Regions from separate parts of the Rattus norvegicus genome. Here region 1 is linked to region 2. Evidence: chromatin contacts called from public Hi-C data. All regions are on one chromosome and are shown on one strand. The core of a region is the stretch at or near the end of the contact, and the rest is flanking DNA. Distances in the headings are between cores, read along the strand shown. Region 1 has its middle 640 kb from the start of Mms22l. Region 2 holds the start of Pou3f2 (POU class 3 homeobox 2).

Region 1 (6,732 bases), core at 864-3,363, 1.5 Mb after region 2:
CATTCACAAAGAAACATATTTTAGATAAACAAATAGGCAGAACATTTTGGATCTCTGTAAACAGATCTGAAAAGTCAGGCAAGACTCTTTCCCTGTGTGGATGCAAATGACATCATTCATAACCTTTTAAGCAATTGGAGCATTTTGAAGAGCTATAATTTGCAGGTGCAATACTAAAACTGAACTCCACTCTATTTCACATTACAGTTCTATTGACAGAACATAAGAAATGCGATTTATGCACACATTTTCATGACTTTTTAATATTAGAATTTGATCTGTAAGACTTTGATATTAGTGGGTGCATATATAAATATACATATATTGATTTAAAGATTATAATAAGTACTGACCCGTCCCTATACCTATCTTTTATTGTTGATGCAATGATTGTTGTACTTCTAATACATAGGAAAACATAAGATGTGTCACACAGAAGAGATTCTAAACCACAGTCATTTTCTATTTTTCTGTCAAGCATTTAACAAGCCTCAGCATACAAAGTAGTAATGGAGGTCTTTAGAGGAGCAAAAGCACAACGCGGAGATCCTTAAGGCATTTAAAAACATCAGGAGAGAGTTATGCTACATAAATGCTGATGTTGCAGGAGAATGCTTAACGTGCACCACAGAAAGCAAATGCATGGCCACAGGACAGCAAAAAAGGGCTGATAGAAACCCAGGACAGCAGAGAGGGGGATGGAGGTTCATAGAAAAGTATCTCTTAAACTACACCCTGAAGTACAGACCAAATTTTGTCAGGAAAAATGAGGCTGAGCTATGTTGCTCGTGTTTTAGGTGAACTTGCATTTGTTCCTGTGACGTAACTTGGAGAAATAAAATTAAATTCTAAAAAAATGAATGGAATCAACTAAGTATAAAGTGTATAACTAGTATTAACAAAATATTAATTAAAAAACACCCTGCTAAGGGTGTGTACTCTCTAAGCCCTCTGACTAGAGGGAGAAGGATAGAATAGCTTTACTGACATCTTCTGGGAAAATTCTATGGTGGAGCCAAAGCACACTGGAGGTTCAAATGGAATCAAATATGCTCTGTGACTTTTCACTGGATCATTATTTTAAAAGATATGAAAATAAAAAGCATAAATAACAAATTGTACATGTTTGCTTTGTTTTCGCTTTCTCGGTGTTTTCCATACTTACTTAGCAACAAAAATAGCCCCTATTTTTATTTTATTTGAATACACATACATCAAGTTGCTTTCTAGGATATAAATTGGTTGTGCAGGTTTGATAAAGCACATAAATTACTCTCTTTTATTCAGGCCATTCCCTTTTATTATTCATAGTTATTCTCACTGAAGAGAACAAATAAATTACAAGACAACACTACAAACCTCTGTTGGAAATATCATGTGTTCATATACGCTAATCCCTTTCGTGGGGTGAAGGTATAGCCCGCAGCATCTCGTACCCTGAGCCTCTTCTGTGTACTTCAGGTCACTTGTGAGCATGTGTATAAACAAATGCTACCAGTAAGGAAAGCAGCCACTTGAAGAACCTTCAGAAAAACACAAGAGTATTGTTCGATACGTGGACACCTATGAAAAAGAATTTTTACCTGCGTAGAAATTGTTGTAAAGTGATTGTTAAAACTGCTTTCCACCAAGTGGTAACCATGCTAATAATTTCTGGGTTTGAAGGCATTACTTGGGTCAGTGCTGATAAATTTTATGCGTCTCAAAGATAAAAATCAAATACAAATGAGTGAAAGACAGTTTTTTTTTTGCATAAGCGCTGTAAAAATATTCAGAACAAACAGGAAAAAAATGCATTTGTATATTCGGTTTGACTAGAATTAGTGAATCAGGACCATGCAAACTTAGGTGTGAAGGAAACGCATTTAGAAGAAAAAGAAGCAAGATGAGAGGGGAGGCAGAAGGAGGGAGGAAGGGAAGCTGGGGGAGAACCAAGCAAATAGCCTTTTTTTACATTGAGATGGTTTTGAGAATAATAATGTGCTAGTTTCTGTCCTTTTTTTTTAATCCAAGTAGCTATTGAAGATTGTAATGATTTCAGTCTAAAAAGCAGTGCTGGAAAAGCCTCTTCTGAGATTGCCAACTCCCACTGTGCAGAAACACTGTGTCCCTTCGTGCTGGTGTAATGGAGACAAACAAAAGAAGCACTTCAAGAAAAGGGGAGGGAAGAGAGGGAGGGTGAAAAAGCAGTCGGGTGGCACTTCCCGGAGAAAAAGCAAGAGTTTTTGCAGGGACCAAAAGCAAAAGCAAGCATCATCGCTATTTCTAAGTTTGAGACAAGGATAAGGTTTAACTATATAAGTAAAATAGAACAATGCATTTGTTAATAAAAATAAAAATTATTTATCATCATCAATTATGATCTAGCCCCCCCTTGCAATGGAACCAATTCCCTGCTACCAAATAGCCCAATTGATTTCATACTTTGTTATGTATGTGAACTCCTAGCAAAGATTATAGATTAGAGAAACATGCTACACTCTTGTCTTTCCTATTAACTTCCCTTTATTTTGCAAAATAAATGCTTTAACAATTAAATAAGTAACGAAGCATTCTAATTAAGATGATACTCTCTAGTCCCTCTAGTTCCCATAAAAGTTTAAATAATTCTTAGTATTTCCATAGTCTATTATAAAGTCAATAATAATTACTGTTTACTTGTGTACAAATGTTTATAATATAAAAACATTACAAGATGGTGAAAGTTAGTATTTTTTGTACTCCCCAGGAAAAAATCAAAGAGCAAAAAGAAGGAAAGTACATTGAAGTTTGTTTGAAATTTCTAATAATTTAATATCATTGTGTCCAGTTTTACCCCTATAAAAGGGGAAGGACTATATCTGACGATTTCTTTATATCTAAGTCTGAAATGAAGGAGTCATTGATACAAACTTCTGTGTTATGAATGAGCTTATAATTTAACTGTTACTTATCCTAACATAAGCTTTATTTGCAGTTTCCTTCAAGTGTGCTATGCCTCAAATCCTAAAATATAAAAGAGATCCCTGTTTCTTATAAGCAGCAACTCACATGCTGGTAAAAGATATCACACTGGATTTGGAGGATTGGAGAAACTCACAGCTCTCCAGAAAGGAAGACAGAAAATCCCATGGAAAAACTAGGAAGAAAGATATTTCAGGCATCAAATGGGGAACAGTAGCCTAACACCCAACACTGCCTGTGCTAACAAACCCAGAACAATGACCTAGTCTTTCTAAAGATCTTTGCTTTGCTTTTGTTCTTAATGAGAGATTATTTCTATGATGCTGGCCTGTTTTCCCAATTCAGAAAGCCTAACTATTCGTCCATGTATAGAAGTTTCAATGATCGTCCTACATAACTATTTTCCCGATGAACCCAATATTTAATTCATCTAAATTCTATTGCATGATTCGCTGATATAACACTTGTTTAAAATTTGATGCCTGATTATCTATTAAATATAGCTGATGAGCTGAACGGGGGCAAACAAAGAACCTAGGGGTGCTTTTATCCCAGGCAGCCCCTGTTTATGATGCTTGGATAGAGAAATCCCCTTTGGTTTATATGTTTTAAGGACATGTTAACAACAAGTAGATCCATTACTATGTATAACGCCACTCAAACATTTTACCCTTGTCTTTTGTTTAAATTGGGTTTGATTAGCACCAGGGTATTATACCCGGCAGTGTGGTGATTTGGGCTACACAACAATAGTTATCATAATACAATGACTAATGCTAAAAGGGTATCAACTATGCTGCATATATACTGTTAGGAGAACTTTATGTGCACTGGCGCATTTAATTTTCATAACAACTTAAAATGTATTTTATTACTTCAATTTTATAGGTGAAAGTTTAGATAACTTACCTAAGAGAAGATTCATCTTAAGTAGAATAAAGTTCACGGATCTAAATGCCTGACATGAATATTACATTTCTAATATTAGTAACTAAATACCTTCATTGCCTAAAAGTTTATTTGTATATACTCAAATTTCCACTGAACTTTATATATTTTCAGTCAATATTACACACACGTGCATGTGTGTGTGTGTGTATGTTACATGGTATATCTAGATATAATTCTCTCTTACATTATAATATACCTTTTAGAGGACAGATCCTAATTATGACACATCTTTTTATCATATAAAGCACAAAATTTCAAAAGTTTAGAATGGAAACAAAGGGTAAGTTCAAGAGAGTGGTAGTACACCAACTTACCCTCCACAGAACAACAGATATCAGCAGCTTACTTTTCTATATATTTTGAAAATATTGTGTTATAAGCAATTCTAATTTGATTTATTCTCAATGACTTCTTGTTCTTAAAAAAATAAAGACAAACGAGTGTTTGCCAATGACTAGATTATGAAAGTGAGTATTATTTTAATTTTTTCTTACAAAATAGCTAGACATTTTTTGTGATACACAAGATGTTTAGGGGAATGCCCTTACAATCATCATGAAGGGTAAGAAAACACTCAGGGAAGGTTGCTATTCAGGTTCAGCTCTCTCATGGGTAACTGGCTAAGAAGCAGTCTGAACAAGTCACCCACATAACATCAGGGAAATCTAGATCAGAAGGTTCTATGGTAAGTATCCACCTCAGCTGCAATTTCCCCATAGCCTTTCAAGGATGGAAGTCTTGTATGTTTATATTCAGATAAGAAATAGGTGATATACAAGTAAATCATTCTGGGCCTGCAATATGCAAATTGAATAAATACGATGTCCCAACATAAATTCAAAGTGAGTGAGTGGCAGAAACTAATAATCCGTAATAAAAATTTAGAAAAATAACCACTGAGGAAATGTTCAAGCCACAAGGAACAAAGCTCACAACTCGAGATAGCTCAGAAACCAAGAGAGTGCAATCAGAGCCTTCAAAGAAGAAACGTTTTGTGTCTGGGTCTTTCAGAATTTGTCAACAAGCCAACCAAGAGAACAGAGAGAAAAATATGCAGACATGAAAAACAGTTCTTGCCAGAAGAGAACTAAAACAATCCAAGCAATTTCAGTTGTGTAGAAAGCAGCTCCTAGAAACTACTTACAAACTCCAGCAGAGCAGAAGGTCCTATCCATTTCCAGCAAGTTTATAAATCCCACATGGGACCCTCTTCATTCATCCACTGAGATTATGAATTTGGGGCAGCCATGGTAAAATTCATCCAGCAAAGTTTTTAACCCCTCAGCCCTCCTTCATTTACTTACAGTATCTTTATCCCATTTTGCTGCCCCGCTGCTTGGAGTTCTGTTATACAGGGTGTTTGTGGCTTTAAAAATGCAAAATGGTTGCCAGAAGAAACAGTTTTGCCATGAAGCAAATGTTCATACTCTGCAATGCTAATTTATGTCCTCTCTTATAGCTATACAGGTTGCTACGTGCAATGAATTAAATATTAGTGGAAATTATGTGATGGGGTATTAGGGGGTCTTTACTAAAGCAAAATGTTTGAAAGCAGGTGTAACACTGAGGTGTCCTCAGTGGGGACACTTTGCAACCTTGAAGTTTTGAAAAACGATTAAAATGAAAGTAATCAGACAATTCAAATTATTGAAACCTTGCTATGTGTGATGCCCTGCTTCTTACCCTGTTTATTGGATACATTGGATGTGTGCCTTAGTAGAAAAAAATCTCAATTTGTGACAGGTAGACATCAGTTTGTACATGCTATATACCAATAAATAGGTTGGGTTATTTCACAACCAGCAAGAAAATATTTCTTACATCCACAATGCAATTCTAATTGTATTTTATAATCCTAAGACTAAAACAAACCAGGAGATAGTGGAAACACTTCTTCACTTAGAAACTGATAGCTTCAGCTCTTGAAGAAATTCAAACAAACATAGTAAGTATTCTTTCTGATTATGTGATGTTCAGGGGAAATCTCCCCCAACAATAACAACATTCATTCCTGAAAATGAATCAAGAAACACTATTTTAAAATGTTTGCACATGGTTTTGTTTTACCTCTATGCTTTTCTCTAAGAGAATTGCTGCCCTAAAAGCTGAAAGACAGTTTATATGGCATTTGACAATAGAGAATGAGGCTCTACCAGCCAAGAGGGGCAATGAGCTCACTGTCGTGCTGGAATTCTATTGGTGGGAAATTACCTTAATACTGTTACCTACTGCTGATTTTACTTGTACTCAGACGTCTTTGAGGCTCTGCAAGTTGCCTTACTCACATCCTCTGCTCCTGGTGTCAAAGCACACACTCAGTCTTCACTTGCCAAGAAAGAAGCCAAACTTTATTTTAATGCCCAAAAGTCTTAGCTCCTGTCAAAGATATTCACTTAACACTTACAGTTGTCTATGGCAACTTGAAGATGTTGTCTTAAAGAGGCGGGATGGGGGGAGGCTGCCAGAGATATGGAAACAGGAAAAGACTTTTCTAAAGAAGCCTTGCAATGTTCCATACCCCAAAAACAAGTTATGAAAGAAAAGTGACATTTAAGTATTATTTATGAGATCCACGGTTGATCAAGAGAAGACAGGGCTATCTTGAATAATAAGATCATAACAGTTCACTAACAAAGGAGATCGTTTCAAAGAATAAAGTGGGTTTTTAAATAGTTTCTTCCATGGCAATAATTACTACCCAGAATTATTTCTTATTTAGTATCTGCTAGTTACAACTAATAAATTTCACAGTAAGAAAGATAACAGTATTTATTACAAACTTTGGACTTCCATAATATACCAAGCACACTAATATCACATTCAAAGCATTGTTATTCC
Region 2 (6,776 bases), core at 1,172-3,671:
CAAAAACAAAAACAAAAACAAAAAAAAACAAAAAAAACCAACCAAACAAAAAACAGTGCTCAACACTTATATTTGTATTTCCAACGATATTCCTGCCTTGCATAAAGCGGGCAAACCATACACATTTCCTGAATGCAAACATTTATTTATTTTGTGTGAAGCCAATCATTTCGCTTTGGTGAAAAGAGCCAATAAGTGTTACACCAGGTCTGGGGCGTTGAAGAAAACAAAGTTTACAAGCAATAAGAACAAGGGGCATCAGAACGCTGGAATGGAGGGTGGCCAGGAGCTGGCTTCTGTCCTCTCCACTGGATAAGGCAGAACAGAACAGAACCCAAAGGACAGCTTCAAATTTAACAGTGGGTATTAAGAGAAAAAAAAAAAAAGGGTTGAACTTGTCAATGTAAACTTCAATTTTCTTGCAGTGCAAATTCGTGTGCTTAAATTTTGCCAATAGTTTTAAAAAGTGTATTTTTCCCTCTTTCCTGATGGGGACCATATTAAATAAACACAGCAGCACGTGTCAACTTTGAGCATGGGAAGCTGCAGTTTTGTGTTGTGTACGGTTTGGTGGATTTTTTTTCTTTTTGGTAATTTATTTAGTTTTACCAGGACTCCTCCCTCCCTCTCTCTCTCTCTCTCTCTCTCTCTCTCTCTCTCTCTCTCTCTCTCTCTTTCACACACAGACACACACACACACACACACACACACACACACACACACACACACACTTCACTCTTACTAGGAGACATTCTACTTCATTGCCTGGGTACTCGCTTGCAAAGGTCAAAACCCATGAATACACCTGCTACCTGCTATAGGTTAGTCCAGTGTTTTACTTTTACTTTCCTTTCTCCTTAATTTCTCTATTTTTTTCTCTTTTTAAGGGACCGGGAAAATAATAATTAAAAAAAAAAAAACAATCAGAAGTTACAGGGGGAACAGAGGTCCCAGTTAAGACTGTGGACCAAAGGGGAGGGGAGCCCCAAGCTCTGCCCCTCCCCTGCTTGAGTTCACTGGACGGGCGTCTGCACCCCGTGGTGTGGTGGCGTGTCCCTACTCCCCCCATACACATCCTCGGCGCCCGGCAGAGTCCCTCCGGGAGGGGTCATCCTTTTCTCTTTCTGTCTCCTGTTACAAAACCAAACTCTCACCACCTCCTTCTCCAGCTGTAAGCTGTCCGCGAGGGAGGTGATCTCCTGGGCCGAGGGCTTAGGGCATTTGAGGAAATGGCTCTCCAGAGCCCCCTTGACGCTCACCTCGATGGAGGTCCGCTTTTTCCGTTTGCGCCCTTGCGCAGCGATCTTGTCTATGCTGGTGGGGCTGCCCGAGGATGAGTCTGCCTCTTCCAACCACTTGTTCAACAAAGGCTTCAGCTTGCACATGTTCTTGAAGCTCAGCTGCAGGGCCTCAAACCTGCAGATGGTGGTCTGCGAGAAGACGTTGCCGTACAGGGTGCCAAGCGCCAGCCCCACGTCTGCTTGAGTAAATCCTAGTTTGATCCGCCTCTGCTTGAATTGCTTGGCGAACTGCTCCAGGTCGTCTGAGGTCGGCGTGTCCTCGTCCGAGTGCGGGTCGTGGTGCGCGCCTGGGTGGCCCGGTGGGCCTTGTGGGGGAGGTGGCGGGGGCGGTTGCTGGTGCGGGTGAGAGTGCGGATGCGGGTGGTGGTCTGCATGATGGGGCTCATCGTGGGCGTCCCTCAGGCCGTGGTGGTGCAGCCCAGCCGGCTGCCCTCCTGCGCCCAGCATGCCGTTCACCGTGAAGCTGGGCTGCGAATAGAGCAAACCACCGTTGGAAGCTCCCATGGAGGGAGGAAGGTGAGCTGCAGCCGCCGCACTCCGCCATGCCCCGGGCCCGGGATGGTGGTTGGCAGCGTGGTGCACCAGATGTGGCGGTCGCTGTTGTTGCTGCTGCTGCTGTTGCTGTTGTTGCTGCTGTTGCTGTTGCTGCTGCTGCTGTTGCTGTTGGTGCTGCTGCTGCAGCGCTCCTGGCCCGTGCAGCTCGTCGCCTCGGCCACCCTGCTGTACCACCACCGAGGGCTTGATGTCCGGCTGGCCTAGGGGGCTGGTGGACCACGGGGAGCCGTCGCCGCCTCCCCCGCCGCCTCCCCCGCCTCCTCCACCACCGCCGCCGCCCCCGCCGCTGCCGCCGTGGGACAGCGCGGTGATCCACTGGTGAGCGTGGCTGAGCGGGTGCCCGTTGCTCTGCAGCGCACCGTAGTCGCCCTGCACCAGGCTCTGTGCCTCGCGGTAGCCCCCCGCGCCCTGCTGCATGCCGCCAGGCGGCTCGGCGTGCACGATGGAGGCGCTGGAGGTGAGCAGGCTGTAGTGGTTAGACGCTGCGGTCGCCATGACTCTCGGAGCCGGACTGGGCGCTCTGGTTAAAGGAGCCGCGCATTTGACAGTTACTTTTCTGCCTTGGGCTCTCGCTCTCTCTCTCTCCTCGCTCGCCCGCTTCTCCCACTCTCTCTCTCCCCTAGCGGGCAGCTCAGACGCCCGCTCCGACGCCTTCTGTTGCTGCTCCTGCTATTACTGCTGCTGCCGCGCTGCCTCCCGCCCGCCCTCGCTCTTTCTCCTCCTCTCCCTCCTCTCGCTCCAGCTCACTCTCTGACTCGCTGGGCGCTCCCCCCTCTCCCCGCGCTCTCAAGCTCTCTCCCGCTCTCTTGGCAGAGCCCGCTCGCAGCGGCACGCGCCTGGGCCCCGCCCCCTCCACCCCCTCCCATTGGCTCTGCGCCCTTTGATTTACGTGGATACCGCTAGCAACCTCCCAGACCGGAGCCACCGATTGGTGCAGAGCAGCACCCCCCTTCTCTTTCCCCGGGCGCCCAGTCTTCTCAGTCCTTCCTTTGGTACCCCCACCCCCAGCTCAGCGATTCAGATTCTCTTAGTTCTCACCCCCCTCTCCTCTTCTGTCCCCGGCCTCCACCGCCCCACTAGGATGGGCCCCGCCCCCCATCTGTCTCCTAGGCTGAGAAGCCCGGCAGCCGGGCGGTCCAGGCGCTCTGGTGGACCACAGCGGCTTGGAAGACTTGTATGGGAGGGAGTCTACTTTCTTTTCCCAATAGGTCTTGGTGGTGGTGGTGGTGGGGTGTACGGTGGAAGAGAAAGACTGGGTAGCACCGAGTCAGCAGGAGCACGATTTCCATTCTCCTAGGAACACACACACACACACACACACACACACACACACACACACACACACACACACACACGCTCCTCGCGCGCGCGCGGACCAACGTCATTTAAACCTAGAACCAGAGCCAAAGCTAGACTAATATCTCCCATGGACGCCTTCTTTTGCACTATAGTTAGAATTACAGCGCACAGGTGTCCGGTGCGGATACTTTTGTTGTCAAATAAAGACCCTTGCCTTCCCCCCTTCACCCAGTAACAAAGATCCCTTAAGCTCCAGATCCAATTTTATCCCAATCTTTCTCAAAAGACTCCGGGAGAGGCAGACTCAACCTACGCCCTGGCTTTTGAGCAACTCCAGTAGCAGAGTTTCCTTATCTAACAGCTCAGCGCTCTGAACTGCAAACAAAACTCTGGAAGCGTGTGTCACACTGACACTCGGGTGCGCACAAAGCTTTTGGATCAGAAAACCTGGAGCTTTCGTACGCAGACCTTCGCCTTGTGCGAGGCTGCAGGAAGGGTGAGCAAGGGAGCGGCCTCGGAGCGGTTCAGCCGCCGAGCGCCGCTCTGGAAAGCTGCGCAGCTGGAGCTGCGGGTTTTCATCCTGCCCCAGGCCTGTCTGTGCAACTTTCGCGCTAATCTGGGCAAAAAGAAGGAAGATCGGCGAGCGGGCTGGTGCTAGGGAGTACTTTCTAAGTCGTAACTAGAGCAGGAGCGCGCGCGCGCGCGTGTGTGTGTGTGTGTGGGGGGGGGGTCAGTAGCGGGAGTTGGTGCTTAGCCTTCCTCTCTGCTTTTATCCGTAAACTTCAGCAAGACCCAGGGCCAATGCACCCGCGGCGGGGATCTGCCAGGAGACAGAACATCGTGCCTCCAAGTCCCAAGGAGTTGGATGAATTGCCAGCATTCGCGCCGCGCCTGCGAGCTGGTTAGCAGAGATCTAAGCTCAAACTCCGGTCTGGGAGGAGAGACCAGCGAGCACTGCCTGGAGTGGGTCGCACGCCGGCACAGCACAGCGAATCAAAAGTTAATGCGGGTAAAGGAGAGACCCCGGGATCACAAATGGCCTCCTCACTTCTTGCCCTGACCCAGGGCCTGGTAGAACTCTGGTTGGCTCTTTTGGCCAAATTAACGCTCAGAGGGAGCATTTTAAGGCCTCGGAGCATCTTAATCTATATAGCAGAATGGAGCGGGCCGGAAAAAATTCATCACGACTAACGAGGAGCGCTGCTCTTCCGGGAGTGGCTGAACTGTTTATAAATCACTGCGGCTGAGCACCCGCCCGGGCAAGGAGCCTTGGCTGCGAATCTCCACGTGTTCTGTGTTTATGAACATGTGTGGAGGGGACAGAAACGGCCAGGGGAGGGGCGAGACTGCCCGGAGCCAGCAGAACCGAGCTCCACCTGCACGCGCACAGCGGCTCGGCTATGATCCGCAGGGCTGAGAGTCCCATTGCGAACGCACAGCCATTTAGGAGGCGCATTTAGGGGCTGTTAGAAATTTAGTAACTTTGCCCGGCTAGGAAACATTGAAAAGTTCCACCCTCTTCAGTGCGCAGACTCAGCGTCTGGTGAGGGTGATTTTTAGTTTGCGCCCTCGGCTGGGGGCGGCGGGAGAGGCAACTTCCTCTGGTCTACTGGGGTGCGTCCTCCGCGCCCAATAGGATATTGCCGGGTTGAGAAATGTACAGGCCTCTTCCCTGGAGTCCTCCTTCCTAGTCCTCCTTGCTTTTGCTTTCTTGCTTCCCCAGGAGTTCAAACCTCCAAGCCGCGGAAGAACTCAGCTGCTTTGAAAGGACTTAAGGCAGTGTGTGGAGGACGTCTCCCTTCTCCGTCGGTAAAGAGAGGTGACCTCCTGTTCCTATTTAATTTCAATTTTGGGGTGGGGTTGGGGGGTTGTTGCTCTTAGAAGATTCTTCGCAGGCTGTAGATGATACTCTCAAGGGAATAATAATTACATTTCCAGATTTATTTCCAATGGATTTGTGGCTACCCAGGTTAAGAACTCCTCCCCCAGGGGTACCCTGGGCATAGGAAGTTAAATGCATGTGCCTGATGGCGGTGAGGAGGAGGCAGCGCGTGAACATCAAAACTTATTGTGATGGGACTCTACTGTCCGTTAATGCCAGCAGACCCTCCCTATTTTGACCTCCCAGAACTGCACTCCACCCCCCAGCCCCGCCTCATTCGCCGGCGTGCGAACGGACTAGCTCTGACTAGCTCTCTAACTGGTCTAACTGGGGGTGGGGGTTGTACCCCGGTTAGAAAGCTCATTGAATCCCCAGAGTTTACTAAATGACGTCCCGCCAAGGGGGCCTCAGCCTCTCCCTCTCTCTCTCTCTCTCTCTCTCTCACCGAGTCAGCTGGAGCACGATTTCCATTCTCCTAGGAACACACACACACACACACACACACACACACACACACACACACACACACACACACACACACACACACTTCGCCTACAGTGCAGGGCCAGTGAAAGGGAGGGCTGGGCGGAGAGCAGAGCTCCACTTGGAGCACCGCCCCTCTCCACCCCTCAAAGAGCCAAGACTGCCTCCTCCTGTCTCTGGGGGCCTGGTTCGCTCGAACGCCGGGTTCTGAGTGTCTAGTAGTCCTCCCCATTCCCCAATGTCCCGCGCGCCGCCTCGGCTTGTAGCCGCTCCGGATTCCAGAAACCTTGGCTCTTCAAGATTTTAGCTCTAGATTAGTGGTGAGGGTGGTGGTGGTGGGGGCGTTTCTCTATGGTCTCACGGTCACTGACACCGTTCTTCTTACTGACCAAGTAAGGGAAGAGACCGCCTGTTTGCCTGCCAGTCTCCGCCTGAAACACAGTGCGTTGAAGGTGTCTTGGGTAGACTCCTTTGGCTTTTGATTCAGCTTGTTCTTTTTCACTGTTCAAAGCAGCTGTTCAAATACTGAGCCTGCTTACGATGACGTGGAGAGGATTTCAAACAACCTTAACATGCTTTGAACTGACAAGGTGCCTTGATATCTACCTCACTCCAGCACAGCTCCTCCAGAGCACTTGCTAGGACAATGGCCAAGCAAGCACTTGGTGCTGGCCTCTCTGCCTTGGGTGAGGACTGCCCAACCCCCAGAGACCCTACTGCAGGAGTTGGCTGCACAACAATGGAGAGATCTTGTCTTAGGCTGCACCTCGGGTTCTCTCAGCTCTTCTGGAAGGGCGTTATTCAGCGGTACTGTGTTTGCACTGGTCTGAAATGTGGGCTCCCTGAGGTTAGAGTGCACTAGTTAGAGGAAAAAAAAAACCTGAATATATACACAAAGCTAAAAACCACACACACACACACACACACACACACACACACACACACACACACACTGAGAGAGAGAGAGAGAGAGAGAGAGAGAGAGAGAGAGAGAGAGAGAGAGAGAGAAACTCCTCACTCCTGCTCACTGAGAAACTGTGCCAGGGTTTGGAAAGCTGCAAACAGCCTCTTGATTCAAGTATTCCCAAATCATCACCTTGGTAGCATTTAGGAGAGCAGTGGTGCAATACCCGATAACTTGAACTCTAGCTTGTTAAGGAGAGCAAACACTCTCATGCCACACATAAATGTTGTTTATGTATTTCTTTGTGCTAGGAGTTGACCGAAGGTGTACCTAACCATTTTCATACACTGC

The links. Hi-C and Micro-C count contacts between places; a contact is called where the count stands out from the background.
Region 1: a contact with region 2 is called in a Hi-C map of frontal cortex, with 3 times the contacts expected there. The contact joins the enhancer-like site here to the promoter of Pou3f2 in region 2. A contact is called at or near these places in 1 of 12 Hi-C or Micro-C datasets (frontal cortex) and 1 of 1 datasets of contacts at active chromatin or transcription factors (oligodendrocytes).

The regions. Positions count from the first base shown.
Region 1 is chr5:42,355,843-42,362,574 of GRCr8, forward strand. No RefSeq gene overlaps it. Among named protein-coding and RNA genes, the nearest start is that of Mms22l, 640 kb to the right of the region's middle. Within about 2 kb of position 2,114, at least 19 of the 93 cell types and tissues checked have an H3K27ac peak or open chromatin away from gene starts, as enhancers often do.
Region 2 is chr5:40,878,118-40,884,893 of GRCr8, forward strand. Pou3f2 (POU class 3 homeobox 2) reads right to left here and starts at 2,422. Exons shown (of 1, transcript NM_172085.3): 1 at 1-2,422. The coding sequence starts at 2,352. The coding sequence ends at 1,015. LOC102553820 (a long non-coding RNA gene) reads left to right here and starts at 4,175. Exons shown (of 3, transcript XR_005504675.2): 1 at 4,175-4,699; 2 at 4,880-4,975.